5 separate regions of the Mus musculus genome follow, and all the other regions are linked to region 3. Evidence: chromatin contacts called from public promoter capture Hi-C data. All regions are on one chromosome and are shown on one strand. Each heading gives the region's core, a stretch centred on a gene start, on an enhancer-like site or on the middle of the called end of the contact. The rest is flanking DNA. Distances are from core to core; before and after follow the strand shown. Region 1 holds the start of Zfp85 (zinc finger protein 85). Region 2 holds the start of BC048507 (cDNA sequence BC048507). Region 3 holds the start of Zfp455 (zinc finger protein 455). Region 4 holds the start of Zfp85os (zinc finger protein 85, opposite strand). Region 5 holds the start of Zfp273 (zinc finger protein 273).

Region 1 (3,870 bases), core at 1,056-3,555, 560 kb before region 3:
GAGACATTTTCTCAAGGTCCCTTCCTTTTGAGTTAACGTAAGACTAGCCAGCACAGGAGACACCAGACTGTTTGGACTGCTGGGTCTCCCTCCTCCTTAGCTGAAATTCTGTGTTTTTAAGCAAGGCTCCTCTGTTTAGTTATCCAGTCAATGACTCAGAGGCTGAATAAAATCCTAAGAAAGATTCCTAGACTCTCTCTGTTCTGGGCCCTGTGGGGGAGGAGTAGATTCCCCTGTCTTATAGTCCCCACATTGAACCATTCCAGGACCATCAGTGTCTGAAGGGATCCAGCATCTACAGTCCCAAGAATCACTTGGACCTACCTCATCTTCACATAGGAGCGGGATGGATTCTGTCCTGCTTTAACCGAGTCCCACCCCAGTCATCTCCCCTCTTGTGAAAGGATTGTTCGACCCTGAAGGGGGACATAACCCACAGGTTAAAACTCATTGTTTTATAGGATTTGAGAAGACGGTGTGGTCCAGATGAAAGGTGTATCTTCCCAGCTCAAGGTTGGGATCAAAGTCATGTGCCTCCCTATCTCAAAAGACTGGACTAGAAGCGAAACCACTGACTTCAAACCAAGCAGAAAAATCCCTCACAGGGTATCCTCCATTTCCGGAATCCAGTTAATTCCAGAAAGTAGTCAAGTGTCAAGAATAGCAATCACGGGGACAAGAGGGTTTATTTGGTTTACATATCCTGGACTACTGTCCATTGGAGAAAGCCAAGACAGAACCTCAAACAGGGCAGGAATCTGGAAGCAGGAGCAGATGCAAGGCCATGGAGAGGTGTTGCTTACTCAGCCTGATTCTTAGAGAACCCAGGACCCCAGCCCAAGGTTGGCACCACCCACAACATCCTAGGCCCTCCTACATCTATTACTTATTGTGAAGATGAAATGCCCTACAGGCTTGCCCACAGCCCAACCATATAGAGGCTTTTTCTCACTGAGGCTTCCTCCTCTGATGACTTTAGCTTGTGTCAAATTGATATAAAACCCAGCACAATTTCTTTCTGGTGATGAAACAAAAAAAGAACAATCTGATCTTCCCACTCTCTCATCCAAGAAGTAATCTCATTGTGAATCAGTGACCATGGCACGAAAACAAACTCTTTCCTCTCGTGGGGTTTATCGTTGGGTCTCAGATGTTACCAGTACAGGAATACATACACACGAGATAGGGAGTCCCATCACTCCGTGGTGTCAGTCCAGCCCCTTTCTTGCAATGAGTTCATTCTGTATGATCAGGAACATATTTCTGATACCTTTGTATTAAAGGAAGATTCATTCCTGTGTTATGAGATGAGGGAATAGAGTGAACTTCAAGCAAAAAACAAAACAAAACAAAAGAACCTTTAAGTACTTCCACATGAATGGGAGTAATGTAAGGAGTCCAGAAAGAGACTGGAAGTTGAATAGGGCAGATCCGAAGTAATACAGAGAGAAATCTTATGATGAGTGTTGGATAGTGGGTCAGGAGTCAGTTCACACACCATACTGATTCCAAGACCAGTTTTCCTCTAACTGGGAGAGGAGCCAGGAAGAACATTTGGTGGTGAATAGTTGTATGAGATTGTGAAAGAGAATCTGGTGAAGCTCTCTCAAATGTTAAATTGTTTACACGGATATCGGAGGAACGTGTGGACAAGGGGACTAAGGACAGATGAAAATCTCAAAGGGTTTCTGGGACTTATAGGTAAGAGACATCTGTGTTCCCTAGTCCACGCCCCAAACCGTGGATTTCAGTGTACACATCAAATCTGTTCGGTTATTTTTTTTTCCTCTTTGATTTAGTGTCATAATGGGTATTAAACCAAGGCCTCCTTCACTCCAGGCAAGTGCTTCACCAGTGAGTAGCCCCCATCTCTTTTGGTACTGTGTAATTTGGGACATAGACTTGTGATTCTTCTGTCTCAAACCCCAGAGTAGCTGAGATTTCAGAATATTTCCAGGAAACTTGGTTTCAAAAACTATCCTAAAGAGTTTGTGGTGTGCCCTAAAGTAGCTTCTTGCTCCGTTATTTTAAAGTAAAATTGACTCAATGTGATTTTTTTTCTGCCCCCCATAAGATTCTAGGAACCCCTGAGCTTTTTAAGTCACAGCATTGATCAGAGTAAGAAGTAAATCTAATACATATTACCGTTAAAGGCTGGACTCATATTCTCAAAATGCCCTTTGTAAATTTGGGATTTTTAAAAGCAGCCTAATTCCAGTTACATACAATCCATGCGCTTTAAATTCTTTGCCTTCTTTGGTTCCGGGTAGTCCTTCGCGTAGACTTCTGGGAAATGTAGTCTCTCTCTCTCTTTCTGTATGACCCCGCTAGACAGGACTCTGCTCTCTGTGCTTCCGGGTTCTTTTTACGTTTGTGATTCTCCAAACTCTGCGGTGTTCTCAAAGTTGGGACAGTGTGGCTTGTTCTTCGCGCTTAACATGAAGGTTGGTCCCGGGTGCAGCCTAGACTTGCAAATCCAGGAACTCTGCGGGTAGGCGGGTCCGGCGTGCAGGGAGCGGGGGAGGGCTGGGCAGGAGGCGGAGAGAAGCCCATTTGGATGTGCAGTGCAGATCTAGGCTTAGGGGTGGCTTGGCTGACCATGCCAGAGACAGGCTGTGATGAAAGCTCACACAGCACCTTGGCTGGGGAAGCTTGCTGTTACTAGCTTTCACATTGCTGTTGTCAGATCCCTCAGGAAATCTAGAGCAAGTGGGTTTTTCTGAGCCCTCCCATATTCTATGACAGGCCCAGGACTCTTGTTTTGAGTTCGTGTGGCTCATAGTTTCCAGGACAGTGAGTTCTGGCGGGGGAGTTTGGTGTATGGGATGTTCGTCCCGTTTTCTTTGTGATAAATTGTTTTCAGGGCGGCTCACTTTGGATAGGAATCACTCCTTTACCCACTGTGACAGAACCCTCACATTCACACACCTGTATGAGGCAAAAAAAAAAAAAAAAAAAAATTCTCATCGAGGGGGCACTCTGAGCTTTGTACCTTCCCAGCTATCACTGATCCTACAACACTGCAGAGTGGAAAATACTAGAGAATATTACCACATACAATTGCACCAGAGACTGCGATGTCAGAAATTTGGACTCCTTTTGTGAAAGGAGAGATAAGTTGCCCAGGTATTTGTATTGTGTGGAAAGATTGAGAGATGGGGTTGAAGAAATGTGGCTCACTAAAGGTCTTGTGATTGTATACAACAGTCTGCTCCCCATGGCATTTGTATACAGCCAGCTGCTCACCCCGTGCTTTGTATACAGCCTTTGCTCACTCTGTCCTTTGTGCTGTTTTTGCCACACTTCAGTCAAATTGATTTGTGTGCTGGAGACTGACTTACAGCATTCAAATCTATACCTAAGAAGCATGGGCTTTAAACTACATTATCATAATACCAGTATTTTCTATGTATTATCTAACTATAATTACAATAATATGGACACTTTCTAGTCAATGCCATTAATGTTCAGGAAACTAAGAACATGTCATTTTACATTTTATGGTGTGAAAAGTACATTTTCTTGTACCTTAGATCCCGTTTCTTAGAAGGTAGAGGTGATACAGCAAAATGCTTATATCACAGGTCACACATGCATGCATTTAATATATACATATACACATTTATATTTAATATATTTATCAAACAGACCTATTTAAAAGAAAATGTCAAATTTAAGGTTACGTGTGCTACCTAAGATTATCAAAAATAATTTATTTTTTAAATAGAGGCACTTGTTTCTCTAGCAAAGGAACATTGTTCAGCCCCCACCAGGCACACAGTGGTTCATAATTGTCTATAACTGCAGTTCCAGGGAACCAATAACATCTTCTGGTCTCCAGGGTAACCATGTGGTGCACCATCATACAAG
Region 2 (4,106 bases), core at 675-3,174, 670 kb before region 3:
TTTCCAGATTAGCTTGGGTAAATTCATTAAGACGGCTCCCTGCTGAGCTATGTCCTCTGCTCATTACACAGAGTCTGTTCCCTCTCTTCCTGCTGACACTGACAGACCAGGGACCTAAAATAGATCCTAATTATTTTCCATTACTCCTCTCTGTTCAAAGCTTTGCATGGTTGTTTTGACTGTGAGACCTCATTAACACGGAGCTCATTAAAACCACAGAGAATGGATGAATCCACAAGAACAAAACTTTGGTTGTGGTAAAGGTATAACGGGCACAAGGTATAAACAGGAAATAAATATGAAAGATGCCATTCTAGCTCTCAGTACAGAAACAATGCCACTCAGACAATACAGTAGGTGACAGTGGCTCCCAGGGTTACAGGGGCTTTCATCCATTGATGAAATCCTCACCTTAGGATCCCCAATTATGGACTTAGGGAAGACAGTTTTCTTTGCTCCTCTTCCCAGTGTGGCCATATTAAATCTCTCCCTTTCAGCTTTAAAAAGGGAGGGAGGGAGGGAGGGAGGGAGTGAGGGAGGGAGGGAGGGAGGGAGGGAGGGAGGGAGGGAGGGAGGGAGGGAGGGAGGGGTAAAGAAAGACACACTAGAAGATATTTTAAATTGCCAATAATATTTTTAAAGATTATTTATTTATTTATTTATCGTGTAGTCAGCATTCTTCCTGCATGTATGCTAGCAGGCCAGAAGAGGGCACCAATTCTCACTATAGATGCTTATGAGCCACTCTGAGCCACCATATGGATACTGGGAATTGAACTCTGGACCTCTGGAAGAGCAGCCAGTGCTCTTAAGCTCCGAGCCATCTCTCCAGCCCTGTTAATAATATTTTGAAATGGAGATACCTCAAGTGTCTTGTCATAAGAAGTATCTTGTGGCCTGAACAGGCAGTGACGCTATCTCGGTGGGCATGAGTGATCTCATTAGCATGTGTTATGATAGACTTCAACAAACAACACTGGATTTACATTCAATCTCTTTATAACCATCCTAAAAGATTTGAAAGACAAATGCATATTTCTTATAGAGAAAACATAGCTCCAAGGCCAACAGTTGTTATTCAAGGTCAAAACTCATAAATAAAAGGAAGGAAAACAGGGCTGGTCTGTTTTCTTGAACTTAATCTCCCCCCCCCCCCGCCGCCCCCCGCCACACCCACCTCCCATGCGCAACCGTGTTAAGATTTTTCTTTTTTTTTTTTTTTTCTTTTTTTTATGGCATCTCCACCAGATTTATTTTTAAAGGAATGACCTAAGGGAGAAAAAACTAGGGTACAGAAGTATGGGCTAGAAAATAAATACAAATGTAAGCTGTTTCACTAATTTTATAACCACAAACTTGTACAGAGAATGAGGCCCTCTACAGAACACAACAGGTTCAGACGAGGCGTTCCCTTAACAAGGCTGAAGATCCGGACTCTGGTATTTGACATTTAGGATGCAGTCAGTCCACGCTTTTACCCAGATTTGAAGAGAAGAATGGCCACCTGACCCAGGTAGAAGTAGACGAAGTGTTTGGTTTCGTACGTCACGTAACTACCGAAGTTCCGGCCCACAATGCAGTGCCAGGTGGGGTTGTACTTCTTGTCAAACTCCTTCTTGATATGGGCCGCAATATCCTTCTCTGTGCTGTACTTCTCCAGCGCCTGGATAGCACACCTCACCGAGTCCTGCTGCATCTCTTCCGACATGTCTACAGTTTTTATCACTGCCTTCCGATCGCACATGGTTACCGCGGAGCAGGGGCCAATCGGCCGCTGCGTGCCCCTAGGGAAGATGCTGGCGGTGCTCAAGCAGCAGCAGCAGACAGCCGGTCCCTGCTGAAGCCGAAGCCGTGGCGCATCTCTTAGCTAAATATTTAACTGTATGCGTTTGCTACCTTTTCTTTACCCCTTCAGGAGCCATTTGGTAGGTGGTTTATTTTGTCACAAAAAGCAAGAAACCGCCTCATTGTGACTGCACAATTACCCGCTGACCCTCTGAGGTGGGGAGCCGAACCCTGGAGACCTGGCTTTTCATGAATCAGAAATTCACATGTGTGAGGAAATGCAGTGGAAGCAGCAGACACTGCTGTTGCTTGAGGGAAATATTTTAAATGAACCGGCCTACTCTCCAATAAAATCAAAACTTTTTTTTTTTTTTTTTTTTGGTTTTTCGAGACGGGGTTTCTCTGTATATCCTTGGCTGTCCTGGAACTCACTTTGTAGACCAGGCTAGCCTCTAACTCAGACTCCCGAGTCCTGGGATTAAAGGCGTGCGCCACCACGCCCGGCGCACTGTGTCTATTTCACGAGGGGGAAAAATGAGCGTATTTCCCTAAGAAACTTCAGAAAGACTGATTTAAACACGCGGGACCTGATGAACCTCTAATGGCTTCATCTTAATTAGTTATACCTGTGATGCTCCTGTTTCCAAATACGGGCACACGCCGGAGCTCTGTGTTCATATTCCTGAAAGATTCAATTAACCCATAACATTTGCTGTCATACCTTGCTGACATGTTCGCAGCTGTGTTCACAGACCTGAAGATGGCACTGTGCATCAGCTGAAAACATTCTCAAACCACCCGCAACAGAAAAATCCGCACACTGCCCACAGCCCTGGCTAATACATGAAATTATATAAAGATTCAGATCATATTTCAATTTGAATTGGATGTACCTACGTTACCATTTTTCCCCCCATTTTACTTATTTGAAGCTTCTGGTTAATTGCAAGTTCCCAGACAAGGTTAAGAGAGCAAGATTTACCCACAGATATGCAAGAAAAATTTCCGAGCCTTTGCAAGTGACTCATGCCTGATACCCCCAACTTTATAACTACTATAAGCTCTTAGTTCTTATCATTTCTCAGCAGTAAATGGGGCCACTGATTAGCAGAAAAGAGCAATCTTCCTGGCTTTGGCAGCCCATTCAACTAATCACAGTACTTGGGAGGCAGAGGCAGGTGGATGGATCTCTGTGAGTTCAAGGCCAGCCGGGTCTACAGAGCCAGTTTTAGGACAGCTGGGGCTACAGAGAAAACCTATGTCAACAGAAACAAAACAGAACAAAACAAACAAACCAAAAACAAAGAGGAGGAGGAGGAGAGGAGGAGGAAGAGGAGGAAGAAGAGGAAGAGGAGGAGGAGGGAGAGGAGGAGGAAGAGGAAGAGGACAGACAGAAATAACAAATCTCTTCCCCATTCTGGGCCCCTTTTCCTTTCTAACTTTTACATTTAAAAACAAAGAGTTAATAGCAATTTAAGCACTTATTAATGTTTAATATGTTCACTATGGCACAGAATTCCAGGAAAAATATGTACATGTCTTATTAATTACATCTCTCAATGCTATCACCCAATGCTTAATAAAAAGCAACGAGAGGAGGAAGGGTTTATTCTGGCTTGCAGCTCAACAGGATTATTCCACCATGGTGGGAAGACAAGGCAGCAGGCAGGGATGATATGGTGGCAGGAAGTGCCAGGTCAGAGTACACATCACACACAGTAAGCAGAGCACAGACAGGAAGTAGGGCCAGCCTGTAAATCTCATGTTCCTGGCCCACCACCTCAGTACTGGCTGCTTTTGTGTGTCAACATGATACAAGTTAGAGTCATCAGAGAGAAAGGGCCCTCATTTGAGGAAATGACTCCATGAAATCCAATGGTAAGGCATTTTCTCAATTAGTGATCAACTGGGGAGGGCTCAGACTATTGTGGGTGGTGCCACCCCTTGGCAGGTGGTCCTGGGTTCTATAAGAGATCAGGCTGAGTAAACCAGGGGCAACAAGCCAGTAAGCAGCACCCCTCCTAGGACTCTGCATCAGCTCCTGCCTCCAGGTTCCAGTCCGGCTTGAGTTCCTGTCCTGACTTCCCCCAATGTTAAACTATGATGTGGAAGTGTAAGATGAATAAGCTCTTTCCTGACCAATTTGCTTTTTGATCATGGTGTTTCTTCCCAGCAACAGAACCTCCAACTAAGACACCCACTTTCACCAATAAGGCTCCGCTTCTTTTTTTCTTTTTCTTTTTTCTTTCTTTCTTCTTTTTTGTTTGTTTGTTTGTTTTTTGTTTTGGTTTTTCGAGACAGGATTTCTCTGTATAGCCCTG
Region 3 (3,813 bases), core at 742-3,241:
CCAGATATGACATGTCTAACACAGCAAGGTTCATACATGAGTTGTACAGACAAGTAACTCCTTCCCTCATACTAACATTAAGAGGCCTGGGAGATCAGGGGGACAACTACACACCAAGGGGACCTGGACTTAAACCTGTGCAAGAGGACGGCATCCCACACTAGCAGTTTCCTTTACTGGTTGCAGACAGCAGTACCCATGTGAGGGACAGTGGAGGACGTGGGCTTGTTCCAGCTAACTGTAAGAAGCATTTGCAAGCAGCTAAACCTCTGGGACAGGAACACAGGAAGATATCCCAGAAAAAGAGGCAGAAAATGACACATGAACATAAACTACAGTAGCCTGCATCATTCAAGAACTGCAGAAAGGCAATGAAGAAATGATGGAGTCTCTGCCTAGATATGGACGGAGCAAACTGGAAGAATTCAGGGAAGACCAGAAGAAAGCATCCTCAGGTCATGGCAGAATCTAACACAAACTTAACTATCCAAAAGGAGTGAACATTCACTGTCAATAGGAAGAATAATCAAGCAAGGGAAAGAGGAGAGTCCTTCCTCACACAGTAAATCCAAACAAATAGTCACCCAAATGTACCATCTTTAACAAGAGCATGTTAGTGAAAACAAAGTTTGAATCCCACATGGATTGGGTCGGCAGAAGGGAAGCATGTGTACTTTGTAAGACACCAAAGTGTTGATTGCAGGGGTTTTCCACGGCTCTCACTGGAAGACATGGAATGAATCATAGAGAGTATTTCTCACGTCCATCAAGCATGATTAAATGTTTTCTGACACAGACTGAGGTAGCCTACATTGGCCTTGAATTTGCTATCAAGCAGGGGTTGACCAGAGGGTCCTGCCCCTCCCCCTCACAAATACAGAGATGACAGGAATGTGCCTCACAGTAGGCTCAAGTGTCTTTCTATCACAGGTCTGTTTACTTTAAGTCACAAGAATACACACAGGTCTGTGAGCTCTTCCTTACCCTGCTGACCTGACACAAAAGCCTGGCCCCCTAAAACAAGGCCACGCGAGATTTTCACCAGATACTAATACCCTGCTCATAAACGTTCTCAGGTTCAAGGCCTGATCAAGGCACGTTGACATAATCATAGTGTGCCAAGCAGACATTGTGTCTTATTTACAATTATTCAACCCTACTTTATGAACAGGAAACCTATCCAAGGTTTAAGGAAACCCAGCCCTCAAGGTAAAACCAGGTGGCAGGTTGCCTGCTTTGCTGACTTCCCTCTGTGTATCCACTACATGTGTTTCCTCACCTATAGTCAAAGACTCTCAGTGACCTCCCATCCTGGCAGATCTCTCTGCTCTGTTCCAGATTTTCCCATCTATGACCTGTTGGGACTTGGATTTTTATTCTCTCTTAATTCCTTAACTGATAGGGAAAATGAACATAATCAGGACCGTAGGAGGAGGCCAGGTACAGAGGATAGTGGGGCCAGGTACCCCATTTGCTCTAAAGGTACTGACTGGGGCATCTGACAGCATCCACCTGAGAATGGGGCAGCTAGGGGAGCATGCTTCCCAGCAAAGCTGTCAAAGAGTTCCCAGCACTGCCTCAGGTGCAAGTAGTCATCTCACCATCACTAGCTTGCAATCCTGACCCCTGCTACCAGTCTGTTCCTATGTCCAAGACACCCTGCGGTGTCCTATGAAAACCCTCACCTCAGACACAATCCCAATCGCCCCATTCCTGGTCCAGAACTGCAACCTCACGTGACCCAGCCAGATCAGCACAACAAATCCCAACAGCTTCTTTTCTTCCGTTCTCCCTCCAAGCCCAGGTCCGCTCAGTCCCCACCTTCCCCACACCCACTCTCCCCGCCTTTTCCCAGCCCGATGCTTGCACAAAGCCCCAGGCTGTGCTGTTTCATGAACCAACCTCCATGACAGAGACAACAGGCGTGTACAGCCGTTCAGGACTCTCGCAAAAACTTTGAGGAAGGCACAATGTACAAAACGAAAGCTAAAGTGGGATTGCCTGGATGGCTCCTCGTGATGGCACAGTTGCTTGGACTACATATCCCAGAAGTCTTTGCGAAGCTATTCCTGGAACTGAATGTGGTCTTTCCCTGGTCTTAGATTTGTAGCCTTCTCTCTGTTTTCTTTACTATTATACTATGGTAGGTACTATGGTAGGTACTTGGCCTACTTTAAAGCGCTCGACTCTAATGTAGACTCTGTCATAATACTCAGTATTGCAAATAAATAAATAATACTTGTTCCTTTGCAATTACACTCTGCATGAGACATACATGGATCAGATTCCACATCATGAAAAACAGTTTTGTGTAAATATTAGGATGTATATACTGTGGTTAGTTGGTCAGGGACACATTGAGAGTATAGATCATTTAACAAAGTTAAAACTTTAAAATGTTAATATATATTTAAGAAATTCCTTTTTAGTGGGAGCTGTACTACAATTTTAACGGTCTCCAATGGTTGTTCACAAACACAGGTACACATAAGCCACTGGGTATGTTTGCCCGTTGTTGATGTTGTTGTTCCTTCCCCTGCTCAGATTACACTTGGGAGGACACAGCTCCTGAGGTCACACTGGTATGTGTACTGGCCACTGGCCCATTATCCATTGTTAGAATTCTCTCTGCAGAGGTCTGATCTTTCTTACTCAATTTCCTTTCCCTGCTCTGATCTACAAGTGTTCCTATGTGACAATATTTTGAAAGTCAAAGCATCTGCCCTGAACTAACCTCAGTTTCTCAAAATCAGGACAGAGAAATGATTATTTCAAAAACAAATCAGAAATATCAAATAAGTTTATTGGAATTTGACAATCAAATACGTTAAAAAAAAACACCATACTCTGTAACCTGGAAGCCTCTGAGAGTTTCACTTTCATCTGTTTCTAAGAAAGACAATTCACTTCTCAACATGCCCATAGACTTTAATAGTCCCAAGACAGTCAAAGCCCAAAGTCTCTTGATGTTGTAATTCAATCAATTGCTTATTTCAAAGTGCTTACAAGATTACTCCTTCAACCTACCATGGACCAGTGGAAACCTGCCTTTTCCAAAAGGAGGAATAGTGACCAGGCAGGGAAGGATAAGAATAAGTTCGAGAGGAATGTGCTGTGAAAACCTAACCCCTACATCATCATATGCATTGGGTCTGTGGTTGCTGAATCATTTGGATGTCAAAGAACAGTGTCAACCTAAACTTCATCTGTGTGTTCTAAAGCACAGACATCCCCTTTCTAGATGTTGCTATGTTTCTAACATGAGGCTATGGTGGGGTTCCAAGTCCACTTAGCTGTCACCTGCATGTTTTATGAAGTGTGATCCCACCAAGATATTAGGAAGGACAGTATACACCCTACCAGTTACATGGTGAAGCATTTCTCTTAGCATGGCTGCAAAGCTCCATGCTGACCTACAGGATGCACCTCAGAGCCTCCACAACTAGTACAACATATACAGTGCTGTCCAGTTCTGCTTTCATCTAGGTTAGTATCAGGCCCCAAGAGAGTTTCCTTTGTCGCTGTGTTCTGAACCTGGAGAGCTTTCCTGAAAGTGTAGTTATGAGCATAAAGTCCCCACAATGGGCTTTCCAATGAAATCAAAATTTCAAATGAAATTCCACTTCCACAAGGCAGAGACTTCCATGGATGTGCTCTTGTCACAGAGGAGATTTAATGTTGGCTCTGGACAAAGTACCAGGATTGCCCATCTCTATAACAAGAATAGGGGATCTCACAATGTCTATAACTTTAGATTCACTGAGGTTGTAGAATGAGAATAGTACCCTACAGCCTCATACAACTGATGCTTCG
Region 4 (4,182 bases), core at 852-3,351, 530 kb before region 3:
GACATGGACCTTGAATAAACTTTCTGGCTAGGGCTTTAAACTCTTGAATTTAGTTTTCTTTCTTTCATCATTAGTGGAACCCCCTGAAACTCCTGCACTAATCGCTGTGATTTTTGCCTTTACTAAGTTGCAAAGCTGTCCTTTTAATCTCTACTTTGATTCACAATATGTAGTTAATCTTTTCCCAGCTATTGAAACCGCTACTCTGGTTCTAAACAAAGCTACCATATCTTCACTTTTATTTAAGTTACAACTTTTATTTCAAAACAGAACCTCCCTGTGTTTTTTATAAGTCATTTATGGACACGCATTTATCTGGGCCCTTGACAGAAGGCAATTGGCTAGCTGATCTTGCTATACAACCTTATATTTGTACAGCTTAGAGCAAGCAGAAGCATTATGCTATCAAGTAGTTTAACAAGACAGGCTGTCAGGCAAGAGCCATTTGTCCAGAAACCCATCATTCTTTGCCTACGGGAGTTAATCTCAGAGGACTCAGACCTAAGGATCTCTGGCAAATGGACATTATGAATGTTCCTTCTTTTAGCATACGTTCTTTTGTCCACGTTTGTGCAGGAACCTTCTCTCATGCCATAGTCACCTGGGCAAGGACAGTATTATTAGAAAACAAACTCATGCTCTGTAAGAATATTACCTACTCTCAACTACATAACAATCTCCTTCGCTTACTGTAAGTGAACATAGATTTTAGAGGAATTTGGTCAAATCTCACAGCTAATCCAGAATGTTTGTATGGGTGAAACTAAAATAATCAAGTTTTTATAAAATGATAGTATGTCTGATAAAGTTGAAACTGCCAACATGGTCTAAGGAAACATATAAGGCCTGAGAATCAGACTGTGGTAAACTCTCCCTAAGTATGCCTGGGCCCCTAATATCATGCTAAATGGGGCTTCCTGTATGTTCAGTTAGGTTCTGCATGTTCGTTTTGTTCCTATACCATATTAGTTCCTCCTCTTCCTCTTGAATTAACCAATCCCACTAGGAGGAAATGGAAACTGCAGAACAGTTGAGGGTGAATGCTGCATCCTCACAGATCAGCACCTCCCAGAGGAGTCAGTGCCCTCTCAGGTAGGTTTACATGTAACAGACACAAACATACATGCACACACACGCACATGCACATGTACACTGGAATCCTAGACATGTCCAGAAATGCTAAGGCCTTATGGTTGATGACAGTGCCCTTCACTGCAGCATTCAGGAGGAGTACAGACTAGTCATGACCTCATTCTAAACAGACATGCCAATCAAGTGTTCAGGTGAATGTACTGCTTGACTCTAGTTTCTCTAAGTGGAGCTGTATCCCTGGGTTAACACACTGCCTGGAATACAAGAATTGATAGGAACTTCACATAGTCTCTGTTCTGAATCAGTTTCCCTGTGAATCAGAATGCATCACAGAAACATGAAATCTTCCTTGTGATGGATGGGGTTCATACCTTTGTCTCAAGCATGAACTGCACAGGAATAAACTTTCCTAAAGAAGTGAGGGAAGTTCAAGACAGATACCAAATATTAAATAGTCTGAAACATGAATGATGGCATGATCAGGAGAGAGAGGAAATTCTATAAGGAACATCAAAGGGAACAAGGGAAATCCTATAGTGCACAGTGTACCAAAAGTCAGTAGACTCACCAGTGTGATCCCAGGAGCTCTGCGCCTCCTGCTGGGAGATGGGGAGGAGGAAAGCCTGTGCTCAGAGAACACCCGGTGGTGACTAGTTTTGATTTCCTGTTCTTCTGTCTTAAGCACCTGAGATGCTGCATGTCAGGCGGGATCACCAAGCGTGGTTTCATTAAAGAAATGCTCAGTCCTACATTACCTTCCTGCTTCCTTATTTTTAAGTAAAGCAGACCATGAAAGCATGATTTCCCATGTGTTAGTATGATTTCATAAGTAGATTTGAGCTTTAAAATCACGTTTTAGCAGAAATAACTAGCATGTATAATTAACATTACTGAGAAAGGCTCGACTCACAGGCTAACATCCCTTGCTGAGACCACAGCACTTCAAAAGAGCCCGAATGCCCTGTGGCTGCCCATGTGCCTGTTTCTTTCCAATTTCACTTGCTCACACTTAGGCAGGTACCCAGGCAGTGCACCGAACTCCTTTGGTGTGTTCCTGGAAGTCCTTTACACTGATTTGTGGGAGATGTAGTCCCAACAATTATGACGACTCCAGAAGGGGCCGTTGGTACCAAACTTCCGGATTCGTTCTTAAACCTTGCTTCTCCCCAAAGTTAATCGAGTGTCTTGGGTTTGGATCCCTGACATGGAGGTTGGTGCAGGGAGCAGTGCGGTCGTACAGATCTGAGGGACTGTGCAGGATGGCGGGTCAGGCGCGGAGGGAGCTGGCTCAGGCTGGTTGGGAGACGGGGGGGGGGGGGGGGCGGGGGGCGAGGGGGCCGCCGACCTGGAGGTACTGTGTTGACCTAGGATGGGCCACTGCCCCTAGGAGCAGGATTGGCCGGGAAGAATGTTAGAGACAAGGGGATGGCAAGGGCAGGCTGGGTCTGCTGACTGCCTGTGCGGAGATGCTGAAGGGAGCATTCTACTTTGCTCTGCCTAGCTGACCCTTACTCATGTGATTGTAGTCTGAGTCCCAGCACTTACAGAACTTCCGGAAGTTCCAGGGACAGAGAGTCTTGTGAGGGCGACTGTTGTGTGGGATGTTAGTTTCTTTTCTTTTGGAATGAATTGTTAGATTTATGGATGCCTCGGGTTGAGTAGGAATTCCTAATGTACACCTCTGTGACCTGAGTCGTCACAATACAAGGCTATGTAGCTACAGAATAATCTTGGAATTGTTTTGAACTTATGTTGGCACAATCCAAATAATTATGGATTTTACACTTAAGCTTAAAATCACTAGACAGCAGTGCCCCAATAATACTATCTGAGTATATTTATTTTTTCAAAATTTGGACTGCATTTCTGATAGGATAGTACACTTGTGTGATGAGAGAAAGATCGCAGGGAGGGGCTGGAATGCCTGAAAGGGAAGGGAGAAAATATCTCTGCTAATAGGCCAGGCTCTGAACATTGTTCTCTTACCACATGATTTACTTCTGTCTGTTCACATTATCAGCAGTGACTAATCTCTTCTAAAAGTACTCTGTCCCTCAATGTGGCTTTCTGGTTTACTGATGCTTCCTGGATAGTTCTAGAAAGGATTCCCCAAGTTTTTGTACTGTCTTTGAGAGACTGTAAGATAAATTTCAAAAGCTGTAGCACACTTGGGGGTCTTAAGGTTTACACATAGTAGGTTCCTGTTCATGCAAAATGCACAGTTCTCCTCTTGAAGGGTTAAGAGAATAGTTTAGCCCAGAGCCATTTAATTGGCCATGATCTGAGAAGACAGATTTAGTTTAGTGAAAATTCCATACTCCAACTTGGAAGCAGTTTCATGGTTTTACAGAACAAATAATGTCATTAGCCAAGTAAATTTTAAAATACATTGATGTGAGTCTGATAGAGGTATGTACTGTGAGACATGGGAGATGTTCTATTCACCAAAGATACCATTTGATGAGATTTTAGCTTTTGGACTGATAGAAGCTCATGTTCTGCCTAGTCAGTGGATTCTGGGAGTTTCTTTTAAACTATTGTCACAAGCTGTGTGGTCCACTACAGAGTAAGGTAATGACTGCCCTTGAAGAGAAAACCAGCCCAAGGTAAGGCAGCCAACCCTGAACCTGCAGAATTCCAGGCTCTGCCCCTCCGTGAACTTCCACATGGGCCACCAGTCTCTGCACACACAGACCCCTTACAAGAGTTTTGCATTCACAGTCAGACACTCATTTTTTTTTTTTGTTTTTGTGTTTGCTTTTTCAGGGTTTCTCCTCCACAGCCCCTCCCCCTATCTCAGGTGATCTTGCTTATATTGTCACTCTTCAGTCAAATCAAGAATTAGTGAGCCTGGCTCATGGCATTGAAGCTGACTCTAAGGAAGTATGGGCTTCAGACAACTCCGTCCTATCTACTGGGATTTTCAATGAGTTTGCAACCCTATCTAGATTAATAGACATTTCCTAGTTAATGTTGCTAATCTTTAGGAAAAATATAGGAGTATGTGAAGTCAGAATCCTGCCTTGTACATCAAAACACATTCCTTACAATGTATTGATGGTACAGCAACATGGGCCTTTATATATATAT
Region 5 (3,810 bases), core at 893-3,392, 620 kb before region 3:
AAATAAAAGCATGGTCAGGCCTATCACAGCAATACCCCACTCCTGGTACCAACTTCTGTCTTAGGGTTTTACTGCTGTGATCAGACACCATGACCAAGGCAAGTCTTATAAAAACAACATTTACTTGGGGCTGGCCTACAGGTTCAGAGGTTCAGTTCATAATCATCAAGGTGGGAGCATGGCAGTATCCAGGCAGGCATGGCACAGGCAGAGCTGAGAGTTCTACATCTTCATCCAAAGGTTGCGGGTGGAAGACTGACTTCCAGGCAACTAGAGTGAGTGTCTTAAGCCCACACCCACAGTGACACACCTACTCCAACCAGGTCACACCTATTCCAACAAGGCCACACCTCCAAATGGTGCCACTCCCTGATCCAAGAATATACAAATGATGACAGTGGCATTGACTAGAATGTGTCCATATTATTTTAATATAGTTAGATAATACATAGAGGGCTGGTGAGATGGCTCAGTGGGTAAGAGTACCTGACTGCTCTTCCGATGGTCCGAAGTTCAAATCCCAGCAACCACATGGTGGCTCACAACCATATATAATGAGATCTGACTCTCTCTTCTGGAGTGTATGAAGACAGCTACAGTGTACTTACATATAATAAAAATAAATACATCTTAAAAAAATACATAGAAAATACTAGTATTTACGATAATGTAGTTTAAACCCATGCTTCTTAGGTATAGATTTTAATGCTGTAAGTCAGTCTCCAGCATACAAATCAATTTGACTGGTGTGGCAAAAACAGCACAAATGGCAGGGTGAGGAGACACGTGTATACAAAGGACGGGATGAGCAGCCAGCTGTTTACAATCACAGTTCCATGAGTGAGCCACAGCTCTTCAACTTCATCTCTCAATCTTTCCACAAGAAAACAAATTTCTTACATCGCAGTCTCTGGTGCAATTTTATGAGTTAATATCTTCTAGTATTTTCCAGTCTGTACTATAGGATCAGTGATAGCTGGGAAGGTACAAAGCTCAGAGCGCCCCCTCTATGAGGTTTTGGTTTTGGTTTTGTTTTTTTGTTTTTTGTTTTTTGTTTTTTTTGTTTTTGTTTTTGTTTTTTGTTTTTTTTTTGCCTCATACAGGTGTGTGAATGTGAGGGTTCTGTCACAGTGGGTAAAGGAGTGATTCCTATCCAAAGTGAGCCGCCCTGAAAACTAACAATTTATCACAAAGAAAACGGGACGAACATCCCATACACCAAACTCCCCCGCAGAACTCCCTGTCCTGGAAACTATGAGCCACACGAACTCAAAACCAGAGTCCTGGGCCTGTCATAGAATATGGGAGGGCTCAGAAAAACCCACTTGCTCTAGATTTCCTGAGGGATCTGACAATAGCAATGTGAAAGCTAGTAACAGCAAGCTTCCCCAGCCAAGGGGCTGTGTGCGCTCTCATCATAGCCTGCTTCCGCACGATCAGCCAAGCCACCCTGCTCTAGCCATGTGGTGTGTCTCAGTGTAGCTCCTTGCTCCATTATCATAAGGTAAAATTGTGTCAATGTGCATTTTCCCTCCTGCCATACGATTCTAGGTACACCTGAGCTTTTAAAGTCACAACATATCGATCAAAGTAAGACGTAAACTCAATACACAGTGACATTGAAAGGTGGAATCATATTCCTACAACAACCTCTTTAAATCTGGTATTTTAAAAGTAGCCTAAAGGTATTGAAAAGCCTTGGGCAATAGCGCTCTTTTGGAGATCTTCGCATAGACTTGTGGGAAATGCAGTCCCTCTAATCATGACGTCACTAGACAGGATTCAAGCTTTCCGATCTCCATTCTTGCACTAGCAGGCCACCTCTCAGGTCCCTGAAACACATGATTGACTCTGGCAGTCGCTCCGTCCTAACAGAGCATTCGCTCCTGGCACCGTGCGTGCGCCCCACCCCTGCACTCTGGCCAAGCCTAGATCTGCATTGCACATCCAAGTGGGCTTCTCTCCGCCTCCCGCCCAGCCCTCACCGGCTCCCTGCACGCCGGACCCGCCCAACCTCAGAGTTCATGAGGTTTGCAAGTCTAGGCTGCACCCGGGACCAACCTCCATGTTAAGCGCGAAGAACAAGCCACACTGTCCGAACTTTGAGAACGCCGCAGAGTTTGGAGAATCACAAATGCAAAATGAACCCGGAAGCACAGAGAGCAGAGTCCTGTCTAGCGGGGTCATGCAGAGAGAAACTACATTTCCCAGAAGTCTATGCGAAGGACTGCCCTGAACCAAAGAAGTCAGAGGGTTTATAGGTCATGGATTGTATTTAACTGGAATTAGGCTCCTTTAAAAATCCCAAATTTACAAAGGGCAATTTGCGAATATGAGTGCAGCCTTTTACAGTAATGTGTATTAAGTTTACTTCTTACTCTGATCAATGCTGTGTCTTAAAAAGCTCAGGGGTTTGAGACAGAAGAATCACAAGTCTATGTCCCAAATTACACACTACCAAAAGAGATGGGGGGCTACTCACTGGTGAAGCACTTGCCTGGAGTAAAGGAGGCCTAGGTTTAACATCCATTATGACACTAAATCAAAGAGGAGAACAAAAACAAAAAACAGAACAATTTTGGTGTGTACACTGAAATCCACAGTTTGGGGCGGATATGGGCTAGGAAACACAGATATCTCTTACCGATAAGCCCCAGAAACCCTTTGAGATTTTCTTCTGTCCTTAGTCCCTTGTCCACACGTTCCTCAATTAATCCGTGTAAACAATTTAATATTTGAGAGAGCTGTGCCAGAGCTTTACCGGATTCTCTTTCACAATCTCACACAACTATTCACCACCAGATGTTCTTCCAGCTCCTGGCTCTACTCTCAATGGGAGGAAAACTGATCTTGGGCTCAATATGGCCAGTGAACTGACTCTTGACACACTATTCATCACTCATCATAGGATTTCTATCATAAGAGATTGCCGCGGAGCACCACAGTCAAGTATGAGGGTCCCTGGAATGAGGGTCCTTGAAGCTAGGTGGATAAGGTTTTGACAGTGACAAATAGAAACAAACACATAGGCAGTTTGAATCTGAGTGTATTCTGCAGCTCTCAAGCAGGAGATATTATACATTAAAAAACTAAACATTACATCTCTTAGAAACTACATCCAAATGAAACATTCACAGATACCAACAAAAATCATTTGGCACAGTAAAGTAGAAAAATCATCCAAGCATTACAACTCTGAAACCATGTATTCAGTGCATTGCAAACAGAACAGGTAACATCATCATAAATCATCAAAATATAACAATTCTAAAAGGATGTATCCAGTGGGGGCTGCCGTCCAAAGCTAGTGGCATATTTCTAGGAGCAGGTTAATAAATCTTTAATGATCAGTGCTAAACTAACTTTCCAGCCCCATGGAATTATTTAACATCTAGTGCCTGATTTTTTATAATCTTCAGTGTATAAATTTAAACTACTTTAATTCTTCCTAATTAAGGCTTTCTTTAACATATACCAAAATCCACCTCCGATGACACATGTGTAGCCATATGAAATTTTATTGTTGGGAAAGTTTTTATCATAATAATTTTGTAAATGATTTAGAAAGTAAAGTGTTGGTTTCCCTGGGGTTAAGGTCATGTTAGTGGCCCAATCTCTAGGGATTATTTCTTACCCATTATTCTCACTTAAGATCTTGGCCTAGGCTACCAGGAACATATAAATAAGAAAAGGAATAAGAGAAAACAAAACAGATAGATTGACATGAGAACTACGACTCAAAATTTTTTCTCTGGTGAAGAGTTCAACAACTGGTTCCAGGAGGCCTCCCCCTTTTGAGGTCAATTGCCT

Evidence for each region. Promoter capture Hi-C pulls out the DNA fragments that hold promoters and counts their contacts. Capture Hi-C pulls out chosen DNA fragments and counts their contacts.
Region 1: a contact with region 3 is called in a promoter capture Hi-C map of adipose tissue, with 5 times the contacts expected there. The contact joins the promoter of Zfp85 here to the promoter of Zfp455 in region 3. A contact is called at or near these places in 6 of 39 promoter capture datasets (cranial neural crest, hippocampal neurons, liver and 2 more), 1 of 484 Hi-C or Micro-C datasets (embryonic fibroblasts), 2 of 115 datasets of contacts at active chromatin or transcription factors (bone marrow-derived macrophages and large pre-B cells) and 1 of 9 other capture datasets (adipose tissue).
Region 2: a contact with region 3 is called in a promoter capture Hi-C map of neutrophils. The contact joins the promoter of BC048507 here to the promoter of Zfp455 in region 3. A contact is called at or near these places in 13 of 39 promoter capture datasets (the 3T3-L1 cell line, the C10 cell line, the HPC-7 cell line and 9 more), 1 of 484 Hi-C or Micro-C datasets (embryonic stem cells) and 4 of 115 datasets of contacts at active chromatin or transcription factors (craniofacial prominence, embryonic stem cells and fibro-adipogenic progenitors).
Region 4: a promoter capture Hi-C map of liver shows a contact between it and region 3, with 5 times the contacts expected there. The contact joins the promoter of Zfp85os here to the promoter of Zfp455 in region 3. A contact is called at or near these places in 7 of 39 promoter capture datasets (the C10 cell line, the HPC-7 cell line, cranial neural crest and 4 more), 1 of 484 Hi-C or Micro-C datasets (nephron progenitors), 1 of 115 datasets of contacts at active chromatin or transcription factors (bone marrow-derived macrophages) and 2 of 9 other capture datasets (adipose tissue and liver).
Region 5: a promoter capture Hi-C map of liver shows a contact between it and region 3, with 6 times the contacts expected there. The contact joins the promoter of Zfp273 here to the promoter of Zfp455 in region 3. A contact is called at or near these places in 6 of 39 promoter capture datasets (cranial neural crest, embryonic stem cells, frontonasal cranial neural crest and 3 more), 2 of 484 Hi-C or Micro-C datasets (cardiomyocytes and regulatory T cells), 5 of 115 datasets of contacts at active chromatin or transcription factors (bone marrow-derived macrophages, microglia, pro-B cells and 1 more) and 3 of 9 other capture datasets (adipose tissue, liver and macrophages).

Annotation. Positions count from the first base shown.
Region 1 is chr13:67,753,637-67,757,506 of GRCm38.p6, reverse strand. It overlaps Zfp85 (zinc finger protein 85), which reads left to right and starts at 2,305. Exons shown (of 4, transcript NM_001001130.3): 1 at 2,305-2,444. The coding sequence starts at 2,439. Zfp85os (zinc finger protein 85, opposite strand) reads right to left here. Exons shown (of 3, transcript NR_027969.1): 3 at 669-2,928.
Region 2 is chr13:67,861,144-67,865,249 of GRCm38.p6, reverse strand. BC048507 (cDNA sequence BC048507) reads right to left here and starts at 1,924. Exons shown (of 1, transcript NM_001001185.3): 1 at 1,327-1,924. The coding sequence starts at 1,744. The coding sequence ends at 1,475.
Region 3 is chr13:67,192,684-67,196,496 of GRCm38.p6, reverse strand. Zfp455 (zinc finger protein 455) reads right to left here and starts at 1,991. Exons shown (of 4, transcript NM_001048204.1): 1 at 1,903-1,991. The coding sequence starts at 1,908.
Region 4 is chr13:67,727,181-67,731,362 of GRCm38.p6, reverse strand. Zfp85os (zinc finger protein 85, opposite strand) reads right to left here and starts at 2,101. Exons shown (of 3, transcript NR_027969.1): 1 at 1,661-2,101. Zfp65 (zinc finger protein 65) reads left to right here and starts at 2,190. Exons shown (of 4, transcript NM_145622.2): 1 at 2,190-2,302. The coding sequence starts at 2,297.
Region 5 is chr13:67,812,148-67,815,957 of GRCm38.p6, reverse strand. It overlaps Zfp273 (zinc finger protein 273), which reads right to left and starts at 2,142. Exons shown (of 4, transcript NM_198322.3): 1 at 2,062-2,142. The coding sequence starts at 2,067. The region is part of intron 2 of 4930525G20Rik (RIKEN cDNA 4930525G20 gene); the gene reads left to right.